Regions from separate parts of the Mus musculus genome. Here region 1 is linked to region 2. A link is a contact called in public promoter capture Hi-C data. All regions are on one chromosome and are shown on one strand. The core of a region is the stretch at or near the end of the contact, and the rest is flanking DNA. Distances in the headings are between cores, read along the strand shown.

Region 1 (5,341 bases), core at 698-3,197, 230 kb after region 2:
TCTCTTTTCCTGTGTGTGTGTGCGTTTATGTATGTAACTAAGGCATGGGTTTGTTGCATCATGGGTGTGGAGGTCAAAACTTCTAGTGTAGCTCTTGAGCACCAGCCTTGTTTGAGATGGGCTCTCTTTATTGTCTGTGGCTGTGTCCCACTGTAGAAGTGCTGAGGTTACAGGTGTGGATTACTGTACCCAGCTCGATGTGAATTCTGGGGTTCAGAACTCAGGTCCTTATACTTCACCCACCAGAGCCAGCTCTCCAGACCAACACTTCTTAGAAAGCCACTAATGCCATCGTGGCAGTGTTCCCTCGTGACTTCTTTCAGGCATGCTTATTTCCCAAGTAGTCTGGGACCTTGAGGCTTAAGTTCCCGACTTCTGAACGTGAAGAGTGCACATTCTAACTACAGCAGTGTGTTCATGTTACTGTGGGATCGGATTCCACAACTTCTCATTTTGCAGAATTGAAAGCTTACAGCCACCAATCAACTCCAACTGCCTTCCTTCCCAGTTTCCCAGGAGCCAGCTTTCCACTGTTTCAATGCAAACTGACTACTTTAGATACTCCTTACAAACGGTATCATTCTAAACATGTCTCCTGTGGCTGGCTTATTTCACCTTGCAACATGCCCTCGAACTTTATCTCGAAGGCTGCTTAGTATTCATACATGCAGTGTGATGGTTAGTTTTGTCAACTTGGCATAAGCTGGAGTCATCGGAGGAGAGAATATTGACTGAGAAAACGCCTCTGTAAGATCGAGCTGTAGGCAAGCTTGTAGGACACTTTCTTAATTAGTGAGCGATGTGAGAGGGACCAACCCATTGTGAGTGGAGCAACTCCTGAACTGGTGGTCCTGGGTTCTATAAGAGAGCAGCCTAAGCAAGCCAACAAGCAGCACTCCTCTGTGGTTTCTGCATCAGCGCGTGTCTTCAGGTTCCTGCCTTGAGTTTCTGTCCTGACTTTCTTTAATGCTGAACAGCAATGTGGAAATGCAAGCCAAATAAACCCTTTCCTCTCAACACTACTTTGGTCATGGTGTTTCATCGCAGCCATAGTAACCCTAAGACATGCAGATACTATCTTCTGTGTATCCACTCACCCAGAGGACACCAGGTTACCTCTACCTCTTAGCTGTTGTATAATTTGTAGGAGACATGACTGTCAGGTTACCACGCGCTGGATGGTAGAAAGGCAACAGTCGTGGCAGAAAAGACTGGATCGGCTCTGTTGAGACTCATTCATGCTCATTGCAGTGGTTGAAAATCCAGCTCAGCTCTCCTCCCCTGTTAGAAGCCCTTCCTACGCACACAGGCCACTTTTATAACCCATCACGTTCCCCTAACAGTATACTATCTGTGCATCTTCTCTCACACAGTGAGTTGAAGGTCTCCCGAGCAGTTTCCAGCCCTGTGCTGGTTATTCTTCCGGAGAGGAAGTGGGTGTTCTTCCAGCAAACCGGAGGCTCTTTGGGGAAGTATATGTTTGATTTACTATTCCTGGTAGTATAAGTTTAAATGTTTATGAATATTTAAAACGGGGCTAAAAGCATCCCATTCACGATGCTAGAATTTGTGAGGCCTATCCTTAAAAAAAAAAAAAAATCACAGCAAGTTTTCTTGGCCGGTGAAAGGTGCGTTGTGTGAGGCTCTTGTTCTGCAGTGGGTACAGAACTTGAAGTTTGTCAAACAGAATCTGGGGGCACAGATCTGGCCGGGATAGAGCAGGAGTCCCCCAATCCTAGCCTGGTTTTACAAGGAGGCAATCGGCCAGGAGGCACCCAGCCGAGCCCACCGGACTAGGCGGGCAGTGACCACTGTGCCGCTGGCCGCCTAGTCCCAGACATTCCGCTCCTGCCACTGGAATGCACAGACAGGGCTTCTTGTTGGCCTTTGGCGGTTCCCGGGCTCTCGTGGCAAGGCCTTCTAGTGGGCGGGGCGGGGCGGAGCCTCAGAAGCGGGACCTTTAAATTGGTTGCCAATGTGAGGCCCTATGGCTGAGACCTCTGACCCTGTGTACCCCAGTTACCTCGCGGCTCACAGACCCCGGCAGGTCGTCAAGCCCATCATGTTGCTCTCAGCCCCCTTACGCCACCTCCCGGGGCTTCTGCTGCTGCTCTGGCCGCTGTTGCTCCTGCCTTCCCTGGCTGCTCCTGGACGTTTGGCCCGCGCGAGCGTCCGCCGGCTGGGGACACGAGTCCCCGGAGGCAGCCCTGGGCATCTCTCTGCTCTGGCTACTTCCACCCGCGCGCCATATTCCGGGGGCCGCGGCGCAGGTACAGTGGGGTGGGTGGGTGGTAAACTTATTCTCCAGAGAGGGTGCCACAGCCATAGCTGGGAGGAGGGAAGAGGGGCCGGGACCCAGGAACGTAGCATGCTACATCTACGTGCCTTTATCCCAGCCTCAGGCAGGCAGGGTGCTGCATCCTTTCCCCCTGCAGTCCTGCTCAGAAACTGAGGGTCTGACAACGCAGGGGAGCGGGTAGGGCTAGAATGTAAGGTCATGCGCATATAGCATCTGGTATCCTGAATTTCCTTGTGATTTGGGAAGGGGGCAACGTGCACCTGTAGGAGCGCCAGCCAGGGAATGGGGGCTCCCAGCTCTATCTGGCCTTGGTCTTTTGGCTAGGGAGAGCAAACTTTTCCTGACACTCTGTTTGCTGTTACCTGGAAATCTTCGTCTATTTTGCATTCACTGTGTGCCTTTTTTCCTAAGAAGAAAGGATTTAGAGGAGACTCAGAATATGGAAAAAGGCACGACTTAGCGGAGGTGTAGGAAGTGAGAGTAGGATGGCAAACCAAGCTGCCATTTAGGTGTCCAGGGAGGATCTTGTTCTAGAACCCTACTCTGTTCTGCCCCAGCCCTGGGATTCTGCTCATACCGACTGGGCCCCACACTCCAAACTATACTCTGTCAGTCCCCAAAGAACCAGACAGGTCTGGTCTTTGACGAACAACTCCACTCCCCCCTACCCCCAGCCACTAACATTGCTCTGAGCAGAACAAATCTACAGAGCCCAGAGAAGCTGATAAACACCTGTCATGACCCCTCACAAGACATACAGGGACCTCAAGGATTAACATAGTGAAAAAAAAAAAAGCCAAAACCAAAATCAACATCAGATCCCCTGAGTGAAAATCAAAACCCCAAAAGTCAAGCAGGGGCTCCGTCCACTGTACAGCTTGCCAAAGTTTCTGCACCACTTACAGAAGATTGCCTCTTTCTTACCCAAAGATCCAGCTCTAGTCTGTCTGGTCTTCACTTGAAAGAGGCTATAGCAAACCATGTTTTAGGCGTTCAGGCTCATCTGGCCAGCCGTGGTGTTTGGCTGTTTTGCATGGTCTGTCTCCTCCTGTGATTTGCTGGATATGTGGAGGACCAGCTCAGGAAACTCCATCAAAACTGATTTGAAATCCCAGATTGAAAATGACAAGAGCATTGGCACCTAGATGGGCACAAGTGGAACCCATGCAAGTTAAGTTAACCATCAGAGTTGTGCCCACAAGCCCAAGTTCTCTTTTCTTGAGAATCAAACTGTCGATCTTGAGACTGCGATTAAAGAACACTGTGTACCTTTGCAGAGGGAGTAGGGACGAGAAGAGAGCTCTACCTTGTCTTCCCTCTTGAAAAATAGCAACAGCAGCTTGAGCCCATCTCACATCTTGCTCACTCAGACCCCTCTTCGGCTACCTCTTCCACTTTTAGGGACCTTGGTAACTCTCTTGAATTCATCTGAGAAAATCTAGGCCAACTTCCCCAGTAAAAGCCCTCCAATCATAGCTGCAGTGTTTTGCTATGTTTAGCAGCATTTGTGCAAGCCCCTGGAAAAAGGACAGGAATTATTCTGCCTATCACATCTAAGAGATTCCTCCCCCAAAGAGAAGACTTATTGGGGAAACCAAGAAGGATAGACTCAGGCATGTTTAGTTACAAGGACACACGGGTTTGTAGGGATAGCACTTGGGGGTTAGTGTAAGCGATGGGTTACAACGCTTACACCATGATGGTTTTTCCCTCCGCTACAACCATGGAAAATGTATAGACCTATGTCCGGGTAAGATTTTCTACACGAGTCTTTTTCCTTGCTCCTTGATCCCTGGAAATCTTGAAGGAAATTGGGGGGTTGTTTTAAAAAGTGATTTGTAATTCCTTGTGACTTAACCAAACACATGACATATACAGCATCTTTTGGGTGGTGGTTCAAAGTCAACATATGATCGTTGGCTGGGCACATGTTGGTTTTTTTTGTGGTGGAAAACTTTGCCTCAGTGGGAGCAGCTGCTGTGTACTGGAAAGGCTTTGGGGCAGGGAGAGAAGAGTCATGGAGGCCAGGCTTATACTACTGCTTTTCAGGGCTCGCTTCCCTCAAACCTCTACTAAACATGAGCAGCTGCCTAGTTCCTAGGACCCTGTGTTAGCATGCTGGGATTCCTACAGTGCCTTTCACAGCAAGGTGGGATTTTATTAATGCAGTATATCCAGCTGATAAGGTAAAACCAAGAAGTTAAAAATTCTGCTTTTTGAAAGCAAAATTTGAAGGCTATGAGTGGTGGCGCATGCCTTTAACCTTGGCAAGCAGAGGCAGGAGGACAGTGAGCACAAGGTCATTCTTGGCTACATATGTGACTTAGAGGCTAACCTGGGCTACAGTAGGTCCTGACTCAAAGAAATAATAAAGTGCTTAGGTATACTGATGTATAGATAAATAAATAACTGAAGGGATGGTGATGTAGCTCAGTGGTACAATATTGTCTAGGGTACACAGGTTCTGGGCTTGATTCCAGCCCTCAGAATGAAACAACAACAAATAACACCCAGCAATGACAGAGGGAAAAATCCCTGTCCCAGAGAAAGCTTTTCCTCTCAGAAATGACTTAGTCTAAATATTTTGTTTTTTTTTTTAAAAATGATGATCACTTGTTTTTCTGAGAGGACTTCATTCTATATCTCAAGCTTGGTTTCCTCCCCCTTAGCCTCCTAAGTACTATGATTACAGCTGGTGCCACCATTCACAGCGAAGAATTTGTTTTTGGATCTACCTACCGACGAGCAAATAGCATCAATCTGCTCTTTTATTAGGAAAGAAGGAGCCCTCACAGACACCTCCTAAGGACTCTATTTTCACCTAGGGCTATGCTGGTGTGCGTGTACATGTGCATGCGTGTGTGTGTGTGTGTGTGTGTGTGTGTGTGTGTGTGTGTGTGTGTGTGTGTGTGTGTGTGTGTGTACTTGCATTCCTGTGAGTGTTGGTTGAAAGTAGAGAATGGCTTGAAAAAAAAAAAAAAGAGATGTGATAACTGGATTCTCTCCCATCTAGTGCTGACACTAGACTCAGTTCAGTTGGGT
Region 2 (5,045 bases), core at 2,240-4,739:
TACCTAAGTCAAATTATGTAACAATAAACTACTTTAATTTGTGGTGTTACTGCTTTTCCTGTACCGCTATAGTTAAGGTTGACTTAGCCCTTCTGTTATAAATCCCTAGGTTTTTTGGCCTTTGCTAAATTAGTTCACTTAACAAGATTAAATTGTTGTTTTATTATTACATACACTACAGGGTAGTTTTAGACTACCTTTTGGTGCCTTTTTTTTTCTGTTCTATTAAGTATTGAGAATCAAACAGATTCTTTTTCCTCAGGGTACTAGAGATGCTGAAACAGATGGACCTGAGAAAGGAGATCAAAAAGGCAAGGCTTCTCCATTTGAGGAGGACCAAAACAGAGATCTTAAACAAGATGATGAGGACTCTAAAATAAATGGCAGAGGTTTGCCAAATGGAATGGATGCCGATTGCAAAGATTTTAAGTAAGATTTTTAACTTTTTCAAGAAGAAAAATATTTCTTTTAGGAGATATTCCAGTTAGTTGATGTGATTGATTTAGATGGTTTTTCCAATTTAGGGTTACTTGATTTCCTTTGTGCCTTGTGTTAATCTGGATGGATTTTTAAAAAATAGTTAATCATCATGAGTCATTGAAAAGTCTTCACAATCATATCTAAAACAGTGTGTTATGTTAGAAGATTAATGTTAGAAGCTGCTATTTTTGTCTTATGAACTAAATTAGAACTTTTTTTTTGTTGCTAATTAGTGACTTACAGGTTTAACATGATTTTTCCTCTCCCCTTGAGTTGTGCTTGCATATCTTGTAGTGGAATTTTTCTTTGTATTGCTATATTAACTACTTTTTCATCCCCTGCCATTTGGCTTTTTTCATCTTAGATATATGAAGCAAAATTAGTTTAGTAATCAGTGGTTTTCTTATACTATATGAATTGTGCTAAAACATAATTGCTTCTTCAAATATGAAATAGCTTTTTAAGCTTGAATTTCTTGAATACTTATTTTTAGTTGTCTCTAGCGATCAAATGTGTATTTGTTGTTTGGTTTGGTTTTCAGTCATTGGCTTTAGATTAAACACTGCACACTTACCTGTGTGCTAGAAAGCTGAGGCTTCAGGCTGCCGTGCAGTTCCTAGTTAGTTGTCGAGCTTCACCTCGTGATGGATAAAGGAAGGGTTACTTGGTGCTTTGTATGTTTCTGTATTTATTGCCTTCACCTAACAAAGAATAATAGTCTCTGTTAAAGAACCATTTTCATCTGTTCCTAGTGCAAAAAAGCATCCAAATCAGTAAACCTCTTTTGACAAGGAAAACAATATATTGTTCTTTATTTAGAATCCTTTCCTGATTTTTCTTTTCTGCTACTAAGTTTTAGTGAAAGTCAGGCATTTCAAACTTGGTTGATTTTTATATATTTATAATTGAAGTGTTAACACACCATTAACTATAGCAAGAAAATAGCACCACTGAAAACACAGTATGTTCTTTTGTTCTCTGCTTTTGCTGTATTGAGTTGTTTTATGTGAAAGTTTATTGCTCCCTTTTAAACATGACTATGAATATCTAATTTGTGGGTTTTGTTCCACTAGATTTTAAATATGTGTTTGAAATTACTAGTTAAATACAGTATCAGTTAGTACTTGTCATGTAAAAATGCTTAAGAAAAATTGCTGTGACCATATGATCTCTTTCAAGTTTATCATTAAAATTTGTTAGTAACACATGTCAGGAATATATACATTACTGGAATGAAGTGTAGGACTATTCCACCTTTTTTTAAGTTGGCTAAGAAGCTCTGTTTTGGTTTGTTTGTTTTTTCTTAAATGTTTCAAGTGAAAAAAACCACAAAAGGCAGGTATGCTATGGCTAAAGGAAAAACACATTTGAAATCCAATATGCAAAAACAGTGATTGACTTGGAAGTAGCATGAATGTTTTAAGTACTTAGTGGTTTTAATTAAGAATTACTTTGTCGTGGTGGCTCACGCCTTTAATCCCAGCACTCAGGAGGCAGAGGCAGGCAGATTTCTGCATTCCAGGCCAGCCTGGTCTACAAAGTGAGTTCCAGGACAGCCAGGGCTATACAGAGAAACCCTGTCTCGAAAAAACAAAAACAAACAAACAAATAAACAAACAAAAAAAGAATTACTTTGTAAACTGCTGTATGATAGCAAACTTATGCCAGTGTGGAACATCTTAAATTAGAGGCTGTTAAGTTTGATGAACAGCTGGTGTTCGACACAAGTAAAACACTCATTACTACTAAACTTAGGTACTTATATACTTTGAATGTGTTATGAATGCATAGTTTCTCAGAGCAATACACTTAAAGTAAGATTCCTATATAAAACATATATAAGAAAAGATAGACTATGTTAGGATTAAAAACAGTGTAAAAAGAATATTAGAGGGGCTCACTAGTTAAGAGTACTGGCTGCTCTTCCAGAGGTTGAGTTCAATTCCCAGCAACCACATGGTGGCTCACAACCAACCATCTATAATGAGATCTGGACCCCTTTTCTGGCCTGCAGGTATACATGCAGGCAGAATACTGCATCATCATCATCATCATCAGTAGTAGTAGTAGTAGTAGTAGTAGTAGTAGTAGTATGTCAGAAACATGAACAATGTTGATGAGAAGAGAAACCAATGCTGAAATTTTAATTCAGTATTAGTGAATTTCTTGTGAAAATTAGGGTAGTGTGGTGCAGCGGGGTTGGTATTTTGTTTATATAAAATTGTGTGTGTTCTGTATACTTTTTAAGTTTTCAAAATTTACTACATTTACCTTTAAAGAGAAACAACTTGGAACAGTAGAGATGATCTTTGGGTAGCTGTTTATTGTATAGGGCTTTCATAAAGGCTCGCTGTTTGGCTGCTACTCCCTTTCTTGCTTGCTCTTCTGTTCTTTTAGCTAAAACTACCCAGTCTTACATTTATTCTCATTAAGGAAGCAAGTGCAAAAGATAAAAGGGTTTGCACAGAAAAAAACCTTTGAAAGTCACAGTTGTGAGTCAGCTTTTGTTTTAGTTTAGATTTCTTTCACTCACGGAAACTTAACCATCATGTCTGGTTAGTTTTTTGATAAGTGGAATTTTGAGCTTTGCCATATTTGGGGTTTTTTTTTTTTTGCCATATTTGTTATTTAATAGTTGTTTTTTATTCTTAATTTTTGTCTATGGCTTTAGACAAAAGTTTCAAGTAGTATAGTTGTAAATTTTGACAAATTTTCTTACCTGTGTCTTTGTCTTATCTGTATGATTGAGTTATATGATTATGCTATTCAAATTGAGGAGAGTGATAAAATTAAAAATACTGAAACTGTTACCTTAAGTAGTTACGAAATAGGAAAAGATATGAGAAATGGAACATTTGATGACTCAGAAAGCCTTACTTATTCTTCATATTTTGGGACTTTTTTCCCCTTCATACTTAACTATTTTATTTACCCTTGGATTTGCTCCGTTTACTCATAGTGCTCTTCTGTTTTCTTTACTTAGTCGCACTCCTGGAAGTCGCCAAGCCTCTCCAACTGAAGTAGTTGAGCGCCTTGGCCCTAGTACTAATCCCCCAGAAGGATTGGGCCCTCTTCCTAATCCGACAGCGAATAAACCACTTGTTGAAGAATTTTCAAACCCTGAAACTCAGAATCTGGATGCAATGGACCAAGTTGGTCTGGATTCCTTACAGTTTGACTATCCTGGTAATCAGGTACCCATGGATTCTTCAGGAGCTACTGTAGGCCTTTTTGACTACAATTCCCAACAGCAGGTAAAGAGACTTCTGTAACACTATTATTAGTGAAATCTGAAGTGGTATGACTCACTAGGAATGATAAGGGTTTTGACACTTAATGCTTTATTGATTAAAATGTCATTATGGTTAAGAAAGTTCTTCAAATAAGTGTTTAAAATATTCATAGCTTTTTAATGAGAATTGCGATGTTTTGGTATTAATCTTTGTATTAAATATTTTCCTGGATAGCTCTTTCAGAGGACTAGTGCACTAACAGTTCAGCAGTTAACTGCAGCTCAGCAGCAGCAGTATGCATTAGCAGCAGCTCAGCAGCCACATATAGGTAAGTCTTTTCAATTAAGTTACACCTTTTCATTATTAGAAGAAAAAGCTGGTATTAATGTATTTAAACTTTCCTTTTATTTCTTAATGTCTTGTTTACATTTTGTTACTTTCTGAAACACCTCTGAGGTTAGTAGTAACAGATTACACACTAAAGATTATGATTAATGGAGGGAATCATTTTGATTATTTGCATCATTGGTTAAATCTGTCTGTAATTTGGGCCAGCAAGATGCTCCAGTGCGTTTGTCACAAAGCCTGATGACCCAAATTTGATCTTAAAATCCAGGATCTATGGGGAAGGAGAGTGCCAGCTCCACAGGTTATCATCTGACCTCCACATGTGCTCTGTGGCGTGAAAACACACTCACACATACATTTGAAAATTTATACTTGATAAATGTTGTTAGTTTTTAAGATTTTTTTTCTCAGTTGATAATTGGTAATCAAAGATCTAGAAATAAAATGTTATTATTTATATAATCTATTTTCCAGTCAGAACGCTCATTTTTAGATTTAATCTAAAACAAGAATACTAAAAAATTTTCTGTAAAATTAACTTTTTTGATATCTAGTTCTAACTAATGTGAATTAACTCAGCCATATAATTATTACTGATAAAATTCAAGTTTGGTACATGTTTTGTTGTCTATATTTAGTTATTTTTGTCTTTCTTGTTTTTCCTACCACTTGCACATCTTTACTGTTTAATAATATAGATGATAATAATATGCTAATAACTGTTTTGTTTTTCTTCTCAGCCCTCTGATTCTGACTCTTAATAGTAGATGTGGAGTGAAATAAGTTTAAATGTAATATATTTGGGGGCTTTTTAAAAGGTAATAATAGATTATAAAATTAAGTACAGGGAGTTCCTCATACCCTTCTGTCTAGTTTCTTCTAATTCTCCTTATATAATTGTAGTATATGAAAACTAGCAAGATGTTATTAATACAGAGCATATATAGTTTTGTATCATTTATCACTATATATCTAACTACCTGA

The links. Promoter capture Hi-C pulls out the DNA fragments that hold promoters and counts their contacts.
Region 1: a promoter capture Hi-C map of cranial neural crest shows a contact between it and region 2. The contact joins the promoter of Matn3 here to the enhancer-like site in region 2. A contact is called at or near these places in 9 of 39 promoter capture datasets (the C10 cell line, cranial neural crest, embryonic stem cells and 4 more), 1 of 484 Hi-C or Micro-C datasets (pre-megakaryocyte-erythroid progenitors), 1 of 115 datasets of contacts at active chromatin or transcription factors (cardiomyocytes) and 4 of 9 other capture datasets (adipose tissue, embryonic stem cells, liver and 1 more).

The regions. Positions count from the first base shown.
Region 1 is chr12:8,945,982-8,951,322 of GRCm38.p6, forward strand. It overlaps Matn3 (matrilin 3), which reads left to right and starts at 1,948. Exons shown (of 8, transcript NM_010770.4): 1 at 1,948-2,270. The coding sequence starts at 2,063.
Region 2 is chr12:8,709,897-8,714,941 of GRCm38.p6, forward strand. It overlaps Pum2 (pumilio RNA-binding family member 2), which reads left to right. Exons shown (of 21, transcript NM_001160220.1): 5 at 263-429; 6 at 3,464-3,734; 7 at 3,948-4,041. Among named protein-coding and RNA genes, the nearest start is that of Pum2, 38 kb to the left of the region's middle. Within about 2 kb of position 3,490, at least 6 of the 459 cell types and tissues checked have an H3K27ac peak or open chromatin away from gene starts, as enhancers often do.